2 separate regions of the Danio rerio genome follow, and region 1 is linked to region 2. A link is a contact called in public HiCAR-type data. All regions are on one chromosome and are shown on one strand. The core of a region is the stretch at or near the end of the contact, and the rest is flanking DNA. Distances in the headings are between cores, read along the strand shown. Region 1 has its middle 10 kb from the start of ccl20l. Region 2 has its middle 19 kb from the start of slc25a36a.

Region 1 (6,945 bases), core at 1,208-3,707, 390 kb before region 2:
TGACCGTTTTCTGCAATTTACTTTTCCTAGTCATTTCTCTTATAGGCAGCTGAATCGGAAGTTCTAAAACAATTGCAAAAACAAGCGCACTTCCCCATCGCAGAATAAGATCAATAGGTGAATTGAAAAAACTAAATTGGCCGTTGTGTGTGTATGAATGTGTATGGGTGTTTCCCAGTACTGGGTTGCCACTGGAAGGGCATGCGCTGTGTAAAACATATAGAATTGTTGACTGTTCATTCCACTGTGGTGACCTCTGAAATACAGACTAAGCCGAAGAAAAATGAAGGTTTGTTTTGGTATTCAAATATTTGACCGGCCACACAAATTAGTTGAAGTTATCATAATCATTTCTTACATATTAGTAATTGATAAATAATTATTTAAAATCAATAATAATGACACTACAACAAAAACATGAGAATCTTTTTCACTTATGAGTAATTCACCAGTTACAGTATAATTTTTGCCATAGCATCAACCATTGATCATATGGACAAATGGTTAATAGTTGAACAACTAGCCATTTACAATACGTAAAGCATAAAGGATCAATCTAAAGGAAGTTTTTTCTTCTTCCTATGACTCTTGAGGTCCAGATACTGTACATTCACTTTAATAAAGTCATTTGAAATGTCATTCTTTCCCTTTAGGGGGCGCCAGAGGATATGGAGATTTTGTTCTTTATTTTTTTGTGGTCCATCTTTTAGTTAAGAATGAGGATAAAGCTAAAATGAATGTTGTTGTTTTCATGAAAAAAAAAAATAATAATACTCTTCCTACTTGCAATTCATTTGTTACCCGGCTGAGATGAAACTGTTTTAGTAATTTCCTGGTGGCATTTGTTCAACTTTGTCGTCTCATGAAAAAATGAAAATGCTTTTAACATTAAAATCACCTCAAAGGCCTTGGCCAGAAAACTGTCTGCTTAAGTAGGAAATTTGTCACAGAGGACAGACAGAGTGGACACACAAACATAAATCTGAGGATGAATATCACAGCTGACACAACGTTAATGTCAGAAACACAACATATACATCCTACTCTCTCTCTCTCTCTCTCTCTCTCTCTCTCTCTCTCTCTCATATTTGGGCCATGCTCCAACTTTTAAGTAATCAAATATTTCTCATTCTAGGGGTGATTTTTGTAGTTTGTGATAAATTTTGTTCAATAAAGCTGGCAGGATGACAGCTATGAATGATGTAAAGGACACCAAAAAGAATAAAAGATCATTTAAGGCCCCACTTCCTGCAAAGAGGGCCCAGTGCCAGAGACAGCGCAGTTCGAACTCTATAAAAGTGTCAGGATAAAAGTTTCTGAGTGCTTTGCAGTACCGCATTTGCAATGACTAGGAGATCCAGACTTAAGTATGAGTGAATCTGGAGAGCAGAACTAGTAGAGTTTGTCCCAAATGGTCTGAAACATGCTGACTATATGAGACCAAAGGGGTGTCCCATTTGTCATTCTTGGTTTCACGAACACAGTATACTTTTTATTTATTTATTTATTTTTTAATGTTCATGCTTGAACAGGCATACATTTCATGTACTGAACATTTCATAATCAGCACAATGCGAGTGTACACTGTAAACATTTTTTTTTGATATCTTACATTTTTACATTTAATCTATTTAAGTCATTTCAACTTGCATCACTTAAAGGAACACTATTTGAGTTTTACCATTTAAAAGCAGAAATTGAGGTCTAGCAGGAGCACTTTTAGCTTAGCATAAGTCCTTGAATCGGATTAGACCATTAGCATCTCACTCAAAAATGAAAATAGCAACTTTAAATGTTTCCTTGATCTTAGTATACAATTTAACTACACGATGACAGTCGAACTTTAAATAGGAAAAACATTCAAACTCATGAAATTTTTCAGATGCTAATGGTCTAATCTAATTCAATGATTTATGCTAAGCCAAGCTAAAAGTTTTCCCGCCAGACCCAAATATTGGCTGAATGGATTCAGAAATGGTAAAAATCAACTGCTTAACTCTAGGTGTCTTGTAAAAGGAGCCCAAAAAAAGGAGTGGAGTATTTCTTTAAGTAAACTTATACAGTAGTGAAAGGATTTGGAAAGGCTCAATGGTGAGTAAATGATATAGCATAATTTTAGGTGAACTATCACTTTACAATTCCTTACATCACAGATAATAATGAATCTCTGGGAATTCCAATGAAGGACACCTGTCCATACACAAACACACACATACACACTTTGTTTATGCATTACTGCTACTGTAGAATTGCTGAAGCAAACACTTGCCGCATGCTAACATTTGCTCAACACTGTCCTCCTGTGCAACAGAAAACAAACACAAACAAACTGCAGGCCCAGAGGAGCATGGGTCAGAGTGCCACAATAAATCAAAGTGCCAGCTCTGACACACACACATACAGACACACATGCGGGATCTGTAGGCAAAATGCATCTTGACAAGAGCCTTCTCCACGCGGGTGCTTTGTGTTTTGGTGTCGGGAGCAGAGGAGTAACACAGATAACAGATGGATTTATGACAGGGCTTAGGCAGGGATTACGGCACCTCAGACCTAGATGATTGCACAGCTTATCATGTCACCTTTAGCTTTATCACAGACATTCGCTTCTGAGAAGACCGCCAGAGAGAACGAAACTGAAGAGGCATGGGGAGGGTTAGACAAAGACAGGGGGAAATGCAGTGCTTTCTATTGATGCTTAAGCTAATACAGCATAAACAAGGATTTTTTTAGTCGTTGTTTTGCTACTCTAAAATAAAATAAATCAGTTTGAGTCAGCCTGCATCAAGTGATTCAAACGTTTGAGCTTCTTTATTCTGTTAAACACCAAAGCAGATACTTTGTAGATTGCAGGGAACCTGTCCCCTTTGACTATGGGAGTCAATGGTTATATTTCTTCAAAATAAATTCTTTTGTGTTAACAGAAAGTAAAATTGTTTTGGAACAATTAAACGATGAGTAAATGGCAGTGTTGGCAATAATGGCACTATAAATAAAGGCGTTACTAACAGTGATACTTTTTTTAGTAACGAGTAATCAAATGAGTTACCTTTTCCCATTACAACGCCATTGCTGACAATAAAATGCGTGTTACTTGAGAACACTGAATCATGTGACCAGCTTTACTTTTATAATCCTGTCACTCAAAGGACTAGCTAATGTAACTAATTAAACGAAAGTGTCCCACACTGCAAATGATGACAGGATTTTCAGTTTTGAGTAAAACTATCCCTTTAAAAGCATTTGGATGTGTATTATTATGTCATTACCATGTAATTGTACTTATAGTTGGGTAAACTTGTTTAGTGGCAACAGGAAACTACAACAAACATTATTTCCAAAGTTTACATTGACATTCACTCAACTAAGAAATTGAGATTATTTACATTATTTATTGGAAAGAAAAGTTTTTTTAAGATGTAATTTATTTAATTTAAGGTATAAAACAAAAACAAAAAAAATTAAATATCGTCTGTGAAAACATTCTTTTTTTTTTGTGTCACACAAGAGTGAATAAATTAGAATGTTAGATTTGTAATTAACTGAACAATCCCTTTAAAACTCCATGTTTTCAGATAATAAGCTAGTACCTTCGGTATATTGAGAGTGTAATGTTTATTGAGATAAAAAAGATACATTTTTTGTATTGTAAGCTTTTGTATTTTCACAGCAAAACAAACAAAAAAATTAAGCATTAATTTTGAGAGAAGCCATAGAAAATTGGTCCATTTTAGGGTGCCGATAAATACAAAAATTACACTCAAACTGATTTTTTATATATTTATTGGGTGTTTTGTTATATGACAACAACATGTGGAACTGAAAATGCTAAAGCAACAATGGCGAAATACAGAGCCAAATGTGCAACCCAGGCTCCGGTGTTGGGGCTTACACATTACAAGTAATGTGAGTTACATACTGTAATATGACTTTAAGTACCGAGTAAAGTATTACTTTAGAAATTAAGGAACCTAAAAAGTAAAAAATTTAGTTACTTTTTTTTTTTAATTAATGCAAGTACTTTTTAGTTTAGTTCACTTTCAAAAAATAAATTGCAGAATTAAAATGATTGTAGTCACATTGAATCCTGCACGCAATAAGAGAATGCAGGACAGAAATGAAGATGGCAGAGCAACATTTGTGCAATGAAAATATTCTCATTATTTTGAACACATGGAAGAAAAGGAAAAGAGGATTATCTGAATGGATAGTTTACTTTTTAGGACAAAAAGTGCAAAAGTAGCAAATGCATTGCTTTAAACGTTCATTTATTCGTACATGTATAACTCTGGGGTCAGGAAGTTCTCAGAAGATAATATTCTATATTAATTTTTTTTATGTTTTCTTTTTTTATAAGCAAATTAAAGTTATAGTCTTAGTTAGCAGAGATCCTCTGTTTAAAAAAAGAAGGAAAAAAAAACCTTGCAAGTTCTGAAAGAGATCAAACCTCAGCCAACTCAGATAAAGTAACTCAAAAGTAATGCAACACATTACTTACAATAAAAAGTAACTAAGTAACTCAACTAGCTACTTCTTTGGGGAGTAACTCAATATTGTAATGAATAACTTTCTAAATTAACTTTCCCCGCCAGGCTCATTGGAAATATGTGCCCTGTACCATGTTTTAATTTTCACAAATCCACTAGAGGCCAAGACATAGGTTTTTGACAATCTCAAATACATTACTAGGGCAGGTTTTTGGCCTGACATGAATAATAAAGCTTTATTGGTTGTGTTTGAGGATCTCTATGAACAGGGCTCATTATGACAACAACTATGCTGTTTGTATTTGCATTTCGATGATAAATTACTGCAGTAAATTGTATCGCTCAAAGCTTTAAATTTACACACTTACAGGAACATTTGCACATTGTTTTAAGTGTTAGGAGGAGTGACAGATGAGGAAGACGGTGTGGGTCTGATGAACGGGGCATCTTGTCTCCAGCTGGAGAAATGAGCTGTGCTTTTGGGAGATGGTCAAGGAGGCCAAGCTATTACACGATTGTATATTATTCTCCTCCAAATGTGCGTGTTGAAGTTAATGCCCTTCATTTTCACATCACTGGTATGTCTTTGTGGGCAATTATGAAATGCATAAATTAGATAAATGGCGAGAGGTCGTTTACATTTTTCTTTGGCTATCATTGTGTTTTATTGCTTAAAGCTCTCAGCCTGTGTGTGACGTTTGTTGGAGTGAATTTATGTCTGATTTACTTAAAGTTGCAGAGTCCTTTCCCATGGACAGGCCTGTCTTTTTCTTTTCTGTTTTCCCATGTTTTTAAGGGATATTTAATCCAGAAATGAAAATTTACTCACTGCTTGTTCACCCTTTTTTTCTTTAGTTTAATACACAAGAAGATTTTTGAGGAAACTTGACTTCCATAATAGAAAAAGAAAACACTAAGGAAGTCACTGGTTACAGATTTCCAACATTTTTCAAAGTATCTTCTTTTGTGTTAACAGAAGAAAGAAAGTCAAACATGTTTGGACAAATTAAAAGATGAGGAAATGACAACATACAGTTTTAGTTTAGTTTGAACTATCTCTTTAAGAAAAAGAATGTGCAAAATTTAGCTGGGATGGATTTAGAAATTGTGTTATATGCAGTGCTAGGCTGTGTCTGGGACCTAAAAGCATAATTAATATAATGAGGGATAATGTCAAACAGTTATTATCACAAAATAAAGCCAGAAAAAGAGTGATTAAAGCTTGGCCAGAAGTTAGGCTTGACTCACACTTGTCTTAAATCCCAGAAAATGTTTAATGAATATGAGTTATTGTAAATATTAGGCACTGCAACATTTTCTTTGTATAGTACATACACAACTAGTCAAACATTTGCAGTGATTGTGAAAAATGATGATGATGATAAAAAAAGGTGTTTAAGAAGTGTATCTCAAAGGTGCTGTATGTAAGTTTTTGACATTTCTAAAGCATAAAAATACCAAAATATGTTTGCAGTTATTTAAGAAAAATGCTAGGTGATCATTTTTGTTTATCTGACAAACAATGCTGAAGTCAGATATTCTGCTTTGAAAATGTCTTTGTTTTGGTTCCTTTAACCCGCCACTTATATATCAGCACCACCCTGGGTTGCCTTTGTGGAAAATAGCACATTTCCTTTATTCAGTCAGAAAGGCTGTCAAGAGTGTGTGTCCGTGACCGAAATGCAACCTCCGGTGGACAGTAGCAGACTTTAAAATGAGACACAGATTCAGAGTTACACAAGAAGTGGTTATTAATTAGCAAATAATATAAATATTATGAACGTAACTTGCTCATCTAATGTTTACATTTTAACCCTGTGAGGGGATTAAGGAAATTTGCAGTGATGAGCAATTTGGCTGTTTGCAACAGACGAAACACAGCAGAAATTGAAATAGAGCCATTCAGAAGCACAGCATAGTGCAATGTACATGCCGAATGCATGTGTTGGCATTTGATGTAATTGGCATTCAAACTCGCATTATTAGCATTTAACACTGAATAAAGCACATGAGGTGTACCCGAGGTGATCACGGTTTGTCATGTTGTTCAGCTGCAAGAAATAAAAGGCATTTGTAAATTGTAAATTTCAGGTGTTGGTTTGAACAAAAGCTCCTTTCAATATTTCAATTCCTTTTATCATGTGCCGTTGCTTTTATTTAGGACATGACTTAAATCTGTGTGGTTGTGTGGCTCTGCGGTGAGCACCACTTGTGTCTCTGTGTGTGCGCGTGGTCATGTGATGTGCGCTTTCAGCGGACGGAGGGCTGTTCAGAAATGCTATGTAAAACACGGTGTGGATGTGGATCATTTTCGTTCTAAAATGCGATTTTAACACCAAGACGTATTAGTGTAAACGGGGCCTGAGTGTGTATTTTTCGTGTGTGGGTTTGTGACGGGGGCGGAGCATCGGCGATGCCGGCTCAGCATCGGGTTGTCTATTGGCCTATCGTCTATCGT
Region 2 (7,305 bases), core at 2,459-4,958:
GGTTCGAGTAAGCATAGTTTGAATCTTCTCTCTGTGTCTGTGTGGGTTTCCTCCAGGTACTCCGGTTTCTCCCACTGTCAAAAGATATGGATTATAGGTGAACTGTATAAAGAAATTTGACTGTAGTGAGTTTGTATGTGTGTCTGTGTGTGTGCGTGCGTGCATGTGTAAGTGTGACATTATTTTCCTATTCCTGGGGGCTATACAAGTTAGTGCACTCTCTTGCATGGATCATAGCAAGAAGGGCATTCATCAGTAACACTTTCCATAGTAACCGTCAGTTCATTCCACTGTGGTAACCCCTGATAAAGAAAGAAAACCAAAGTTGTGAGTGAGTGTGGTGTGGTTGTACAGTAGCCATGCACAAGGAGTGATGTGGTTTACTGCATACTTCAAAAGTACACACTTTCCTATCAGCAGCTAATGCATACTTCAAGTAGTATGAAAACTGAAATATACACCCTGTAGCTCAAAGATGCTGCAGTCACAACGGATCAAAGTTCGGCAGTATGTATCAAGAGTGTGTCAGCATGTTATCAATTATACACGAAGAAATTGGGAGGGGAAAAGTGTAATATAAACATTAAAGGAGTTTTGGATCAAGAAGGGCTGCTGTGATCTCCGAGCATCCTCATGTAAAATTCTGATTTTAATTTCCAAAAAGAGCCCCGTCTCACCAGCGTCTGCTCACACAGCGCTTATACAAGACTTGCGCATGCACACTCACGCACACGTGCAAACACACATTCTGCATGGCGCCAGCGAGGAAAAAGCGTCATCAGCCTATTAGAAATAAGCCAGCTAAAGCAGTGCGCCATTCACTAGGGTCAGGAACTATTTTACAAAGAGGGGAAGTTTGGCTTTTTTACCTCAACATCACAGGGCAAAAATCACACCCTGTGGACTCATAAAACACAATCAGCCACATTTCAAAAGAACTTGGACTGTTGAATGGATACACTGATTAAAATGCATTTAAAAACTGGTTAAATGCAGCAAAAGTGAGGTGTCAAATCATTAAGGCAGAAGATATTGATTAGGTTCTTTTGCCCTCGAGTCAGAGTCCGAGCCATTTAATTTTAAGTGTGTACCGATACCAAAACCCAAACCGATACTTCTATATTGCATAAAAAAGTCCATGGCAATGTTGTCATTGTCAACTTTATGATACCTCCAGACCGCAGACATGCTCGCGCTTTCCGCTTCAAGCTGCTTTCGTGTTCTACTTTGCCAGCATTTAACCAATAGCGTCTCTGCAACAATGTGATGTCATGCTGTATACATATATTCGAGTCCTGAATGGGAGGTAATGTCCAATTACGATCGAGTCTGAGACCGCATGATTGGGCCCGATTTCTGATCCCATAATAGAATCTGGACATACTTAATACTGTTATTCACATCCTTATTTCCTTAAGTAGAAATTATAAGGATTTGATTAGACACTAAACCTTGTAGTGCAGGATGAGTCATCAAAGTTTTAAATCCATTTTCCAGTCCAGTTTAAGTTTTGTTAACATTTAAAAGTACAATAGATTACAGATCACCCTAAAATCTGATCCTTCAAGTGTATTTTGTTTATGTATGTTAGTGTACGTTGGTGCATGTTAGCTCTCATTTTCTAATGTACTCAATTTAACATTGTATGTGAATGCAGAATGCATAATAAGTTACAAAGAATAAAATGCTAGGGCAGCACGCTGACTCAGTGGTTAGCCTCACAGCAAGAAGGTCATTGGTTTGAGTCCTGGCTGGGCCAGCCAGGAGTTTGCATGTTCTCCCAGTGTTCATGTAGGTTTCCTCCAGGTGCTCCGGTTTCCCCCACAGTCCAAAGACATGCGCTATAGGTGAATTGGGTAAACAAAATTAGCCATAGTGTATGAGTGCATGTTTGAATGTGAAAGGGTATGGGAATTTCCAAGTACCAGGTTGTGACTGGAAGGGCATCTGACGATGAATAAATAAAATTCCTTCTTATTTGCTTGAACTGTTTACATATCCTAAGATACATGTGATATCAAAAGTTTACATTGGACTAAACAGACCAGGACTAAATGCCATAAAACTCCTGAATATTTAAAGGCCCAATTCCAATTCTACCCGTTTGTCATTCCCCTTACTAGATTTGCGCGTTCACTCGAAGGGGTAGGGGTGTCCCAATTGCCTTAGCTTGAAGATGTAGGGTTGAGGGGAAAGGCTAAATAGCTATAGATATATGCATGAATGTTTACATATCTATGTCTCTGGATGGCTAGTCCTCCACTACACCGTGGTCCCAGATTCATTTCAAAGGAGGCCCACCCTGTACTAAAATGGCGGCTCTATTGACGCATTCCTTTCAATAGATAACAACAGCGTAGACGACATCTAATGTAAATATCTATGACATTACACTGAAATAAAAGTATCAGCAACTTCCGGTTCATGCAGACTTTAAATTTAAACTATGAATTCAAAAAATTTACAAGCAAATTGTAGCCTGAACAGTGCATCATGGTGGTACAGTGGGTAGCGCGATCGCCTCACAGTAAGAAAATTGCTGGTTTGAGCCTCGGCTGGGTCAGTTGGCATTTCTGTGTGGGGTTTGCATGTTCTCCTTGTGTTGGCATGGGTTTCTTCTGGGTGTTCCGGTTTCCCCCACAGTCCAAAGACACACACTATATTGGGTAAGCGAAATTGTCTATAGTGTATGTGTTTGAATGAGTGTGTATGGGTGTTTCACAGAGATGGGTTGCAGCTGAAAGGGCATCCGGTGCGTAAAACATATGCTGGATAAGTTGGCGGTTCATTCCGCTGTGGTGATCCCAATTGAATAAATGGACTAAGCCGAAAATAAAATGAATGAATGAATGTAGCCTAAACAACCTCGATATTCATGTAACTTGATTTATTTGAGGTTAAAAATTAAGTAGTATTTTAAAATACATTTTTTTGTAAATAGATTTTAAAAATCAAATGTTATTTAAATATTATTAGAGTGCATATCAAAACAGCTGTGTGCCCGAGAAGTGCTCATGAAAAAAAAAATCTTTAAACATTAAAATGCATTAACCACTTAACAAGCAGGTCATGTTTCACTTAAAAAGACACAAAAGGTGCCCAGCAGGCAGTTCATCAACAGTGGTGTCTGTCTGGATGAAGATGCGTTACAGAACACTAAGAATGCCGGAGAGGTGGGAGTGGAGAAGTTGAGTGAGTGTGTGGTTATGACACTCGCTGCAGCAGAAAGGGGAGGTGGAGAAGGCTGCTTCCTACCAAGACACTTAGATCTGAGAGAACCCAGTCTGACCCAATTTACAGAGGACAGAGAAAGAGGGAGAATAAGGGAGGGGGTGAAAAGAGAGAATCAGACGAGGGATACAAGGAAAAAAGACGACTAAAGAGAAGAAATAGTCTTCACATAAACACTCTTTTAGATGACTGCTAACACAGACTGTCAGCTCAAATGTTACATGCCAAACAATGACATTGTCCAGACTTGATTTTTTTGCATCTGGGATGATGTAGCTTGAATCGCTGGAATCATAAAACATTTGTTGCAGATGAGTTAGATTCTGCTATTGTAAACCTGCTGTACTCCCAAATGACCTTCCCCATCATTCTTTAGACACAAATATTTATCCTTTTCTTCCAGGGTAAAGAGTAAAGAGTCGATGATGTGTTGAGAAAAAATGTGTTCATCCGTTTGTGAGCACTTTAAATTGACGATCAAATGGCGACATCTGGTGGTCAAAAGGGAATTTAAGTCAAGAAAATTGGGTATTTCACATTGTCACTGGATTATGCGTTTGATTAAATAAAAAGAAACGTACATGCTAGTATATATGTGTGTGTGTGTGTGTGTGTGTGTGTGTGTGTGTGTGTGTGTGTGTGTGTGTGTGTGTGTGTGTGTGTGTGTGTGTGTGTATTATTATATGTGTGTATTATCATGTATACCGTATGTACACAATGTTAAATTGTCAAAACAAACTTTTTTATTTTAATTTTTTGTCAAGCACTTAAATAAAACCACAAAAACCAATGCTGTAACTTCAGAAAAGAAAAGTCAACATTTGAAGAAATAACCCTGATTTTATAGAGCCCTTATACTGGGTTTTTGAAAATGCCCTTCTACGCAGTATGTAACAGCACTAAGTGAATGAAAACATCCAGCTGTGGTTTAAATCTGAAAGTGCACTGTGTTTAAAACTATTGATTCTTTAACGAAATAGTCAACTCAGAATTGAATAAATGAATTGAGTCCAATGAATGTGTCAATAGGTGTGTGTCGGTTTAGTAAAACATGAACGTGCCTTTCCCTTCAGACAATAGAGTGTGAGGGTGTCATGACTGTGTATGTCCACCAGATGCCACTGTAGTTTGCCAGCAACCCCCAGCAGGACTACAGTGGCTTTAGAACTACATTTCCATACATTCTTTCTGTCACGTTAGCAAGATCAAACAGGAACAAAAAGTTGCGGATCCAAGTGCAGTTTTAATTACAATGTGCATCAAACAGAAAAACAAGGTGTTCAAAGTGCAAAGTACAAATAAACAATAAAACAAGAAACACAAAACAGAGACAGGGCTCAGGAATCAGAAAATCTAAACTTACAGGAACACGGAGACAGCTGTGGTTGTAAATCAGTGTAGATGAGAGACCGGGTGTGTGTGCGAAAGAATGTATGGAAATGTAGTTCTAAAGCCACTGTAGTCCTGCTGGGGGTTGCTGGCAAACTACAGTGGCATCTGGTGGACATACACAGTCATGACAGAGGGATCACGGGACTGATCATGACATGAAAACGATGATTCGACTACAAAGAATTCAGGGTAAAAGTTCATTTTCACAACAATACCACATTATTGCCAACCATGTGCTGTGTTTGTTCCTGTCATTTTTCTCATTTTTGATACAATAATGTACGCTGCGATGTGGGATTCACCGCATCTGTTTGCTATTCAAGGAAGGAGCAGCAGAGACTTTTATGTATAGGGCTTTGTCAGACTGCAGCGACTTTGTCAATAACTATTACAGTTCAAATGGGCCAGTTTCTTCTACCTCCAAATCATAACATAGAATTGTAATTAAAATGGTTGCCTTTTTTTGTATAGTTTGCCAAATATGTGTTTAAAGTGTAAAATTGTGTGTTATAATCACGTACCAGTACTTGTAATCTATCTCTCAGGTTAAACCTTCATGGGGCTATTCAGATATTGCGTCCAAAACATTAAAAATGCGTCACATGCTTCATCTTTCAGCAGTTTAAATGCATTTCTAAACATGCGATCCTCTGCTGTTTATCCTTGCTATGGCCACCATCAGCTGTTAATTTTCTGTAAATCAGCTGTGGATAATTTTCAAAATCTTTCTCTGTGTATTAAGACTGAATGTGTGTCATTGTTATTACTCGAGGCTAAGTTTAAGAGTAGAGTAATACTGTGCTGGTGTTTAACTGCATTCTTTTATTGCATTCTTGCACTGGGCTCATACTCTGCTACTTCATAGCCATGGTGGTCTAGCGATGAACCTACCCAGGTAGCAAAGAATTCTGGCCCAGATTTGGCATAAAGCTGGCACAGCAGGCATTCGTCTGGCACTGGCATGCAACATATGGGCCAAACATGGCCCAGGTTTGGCTGAGGTGGCACCATCTTACAGGCGACCCTCAAAACTTGGGCCAGATCTCAAATGTAGTATTTGGCCCAGATGTTTAAATGTATATGTGGGCCACATAAGTTTGGCCTAGCTTGACCCACTTTTAAAATACATTTATATTATTTTTGAGCAAAGAAAAAATTCTATCAATCAGGCCGCTTCAAGAAAAAACACAGCCATAAAGCGAAATGCTTTATGGGTTTATAAAAAACATTGCAATCGTAACGTGTTTGCCGCTTGTATGGAAGCCAGAATTGGTCCAGTCATGTACCGTAATTCACTGTGGCATGTGGGAAAAGCAATTGCTGATGGTGTGGGCCAGATCTAGGCCAGAGAAATTTTGCTATGGGGTAGTCGATCAATCTCAACAGAGTGGGTCATCAGTCCAATCAGCGCAGATTAGCTTCACGCTAAGGAGGAGTTTGGAAACAAATGAATTGCTGAACAAACTCGTTGAGTCGTTAAGATAATTAGGTAAAAACAAATGCATATTATAAGACAATGAAAGTGTTTTTTTAAACCTTGCATGAGTATCAGCATGTTGTTGGAGACTTCCAAAACCAAAATCTGACCTTTTATAATGGGAAATAGGGGCTATTTAGAAACATTTGCTATTCTGATCTATGGTTGTTTATCTAAATGGCAATGTTTCCATAATTGTAATTTTATTAAATCAATAATTAATGTAATAAAACAATAAAAAAAATTCTCAAACCCATACCTAATCAAGTTAATTCAGAGAAACTGGGAATCTTATCTCTCTTTTTTTTTACACATCTGCATATTTAATATACTTTATAAACATGTCATAATCTAATTTATATAAGTGATTATCAAATGACAGAAAGGTTAAAGAAGTAAACATCCCAAAATAACCCTTTTGAAGAGTTTCTTGGCTTGGGTTTCCTCTGGGTGTACCTGTTTTTCCCACATTCCAAATACATGCGCTCTAGGTGAATTGGGTGAACGAAATTCGCCATAGTGGATGAGTGTTTGTGAATGAGTGTGTATGCGTGTTTCCCAGTACTGGGTTGTGGCTGGAAGGGCATCCGCTGTGTAAAACATATGGAATATTTGGTGGTTCATATCGCTGTTGCAACCCCTGATGAATAAAGAGACTAAGCCGAAGGAAAATGACAATGAAATGAATATGAAGAGCTGTCAGCTGCAATTTGCATTCAACAAAGCATCTGATTTGGCACAAATCTGCATAGTGCAGAAGTCCATTCTTAAATACACAGTCTGCAAAAAAAAAAAAGAAGTTATAACTCAGGCTCAAAATAGGCTAGCCTTCAAAGGCAAAGGACATGCACAATAAGCCACAAATCTCCCAATATAGTGAGTTCTTAAAAACTAAAATACATTCTGCTGCACTCATAAAGCATCTTTATCTCAGCAACAAACAGGAGGCTGTGAATATGCAGTCCCAAGCTGTAATGATCTTTTGCAAGCAAATATTGCATGCACAGCTTCAATAAATTTACAGGAGGGAAGAGAACTAAGAGTATGGAATACTTTATCTATAGTCGTTGCATTTTAAAGAAAAATGAAACTAAAAACCAGCTAAAGTAAACTTTCATTTTAATGAGGACCAGGCCCAACACAAATAGCTGATATTGTGAAAATTGCAAATAAAAAAATATATGATAAAAAAGGTCTTTGAGTTC

What was found. HiCAR-type assays count read pairs that join an accessible place to other places.
Region 1: a contact with region 2 is called in a HiCAR-type map of caudal fin, with 10 times the contacts expected there. The contact joins two enhancer-like sites. A contact is called at or near these places in 2 of 18 Hi-C or Micro-C datasets (caudal fin and an unstated tissue) and 1 of 4 datasets of contacts at active chromatin or transcription factors (caudal fin).

What each region holds. Positions count from the first base shown.
Region 1 is chr2:43,194,698-43,201,642 of GRCz12tu, reverse strand. It overlaps a transcript of si:ch211-122l24.6 not described here. Among named protein-coding and RNA genes, the nearest start is that of ccl20l, 10 kb to the left of the region's middle. Within about 2 kb of position 2,457, at least 6 of the 62 cell types and tissues checked have an H3K27ac peak or open chromatin away from gene starts, as enhancers often do.
Region 2 is chr2:42,802,619-42,809,923 of GRCz12tu, reverse strand. No RefSeq gene overlaps it. Among named protein-coding and RNA genes, the nearest start is that of slc25a36a, 19 kb to the right of the region's middle. Within about 2 kb of position 3,708, at least 3 of the 62 cell types and tissues checked have an H3K27ac peak or open chromatin away from gene starts, as enhancers often do.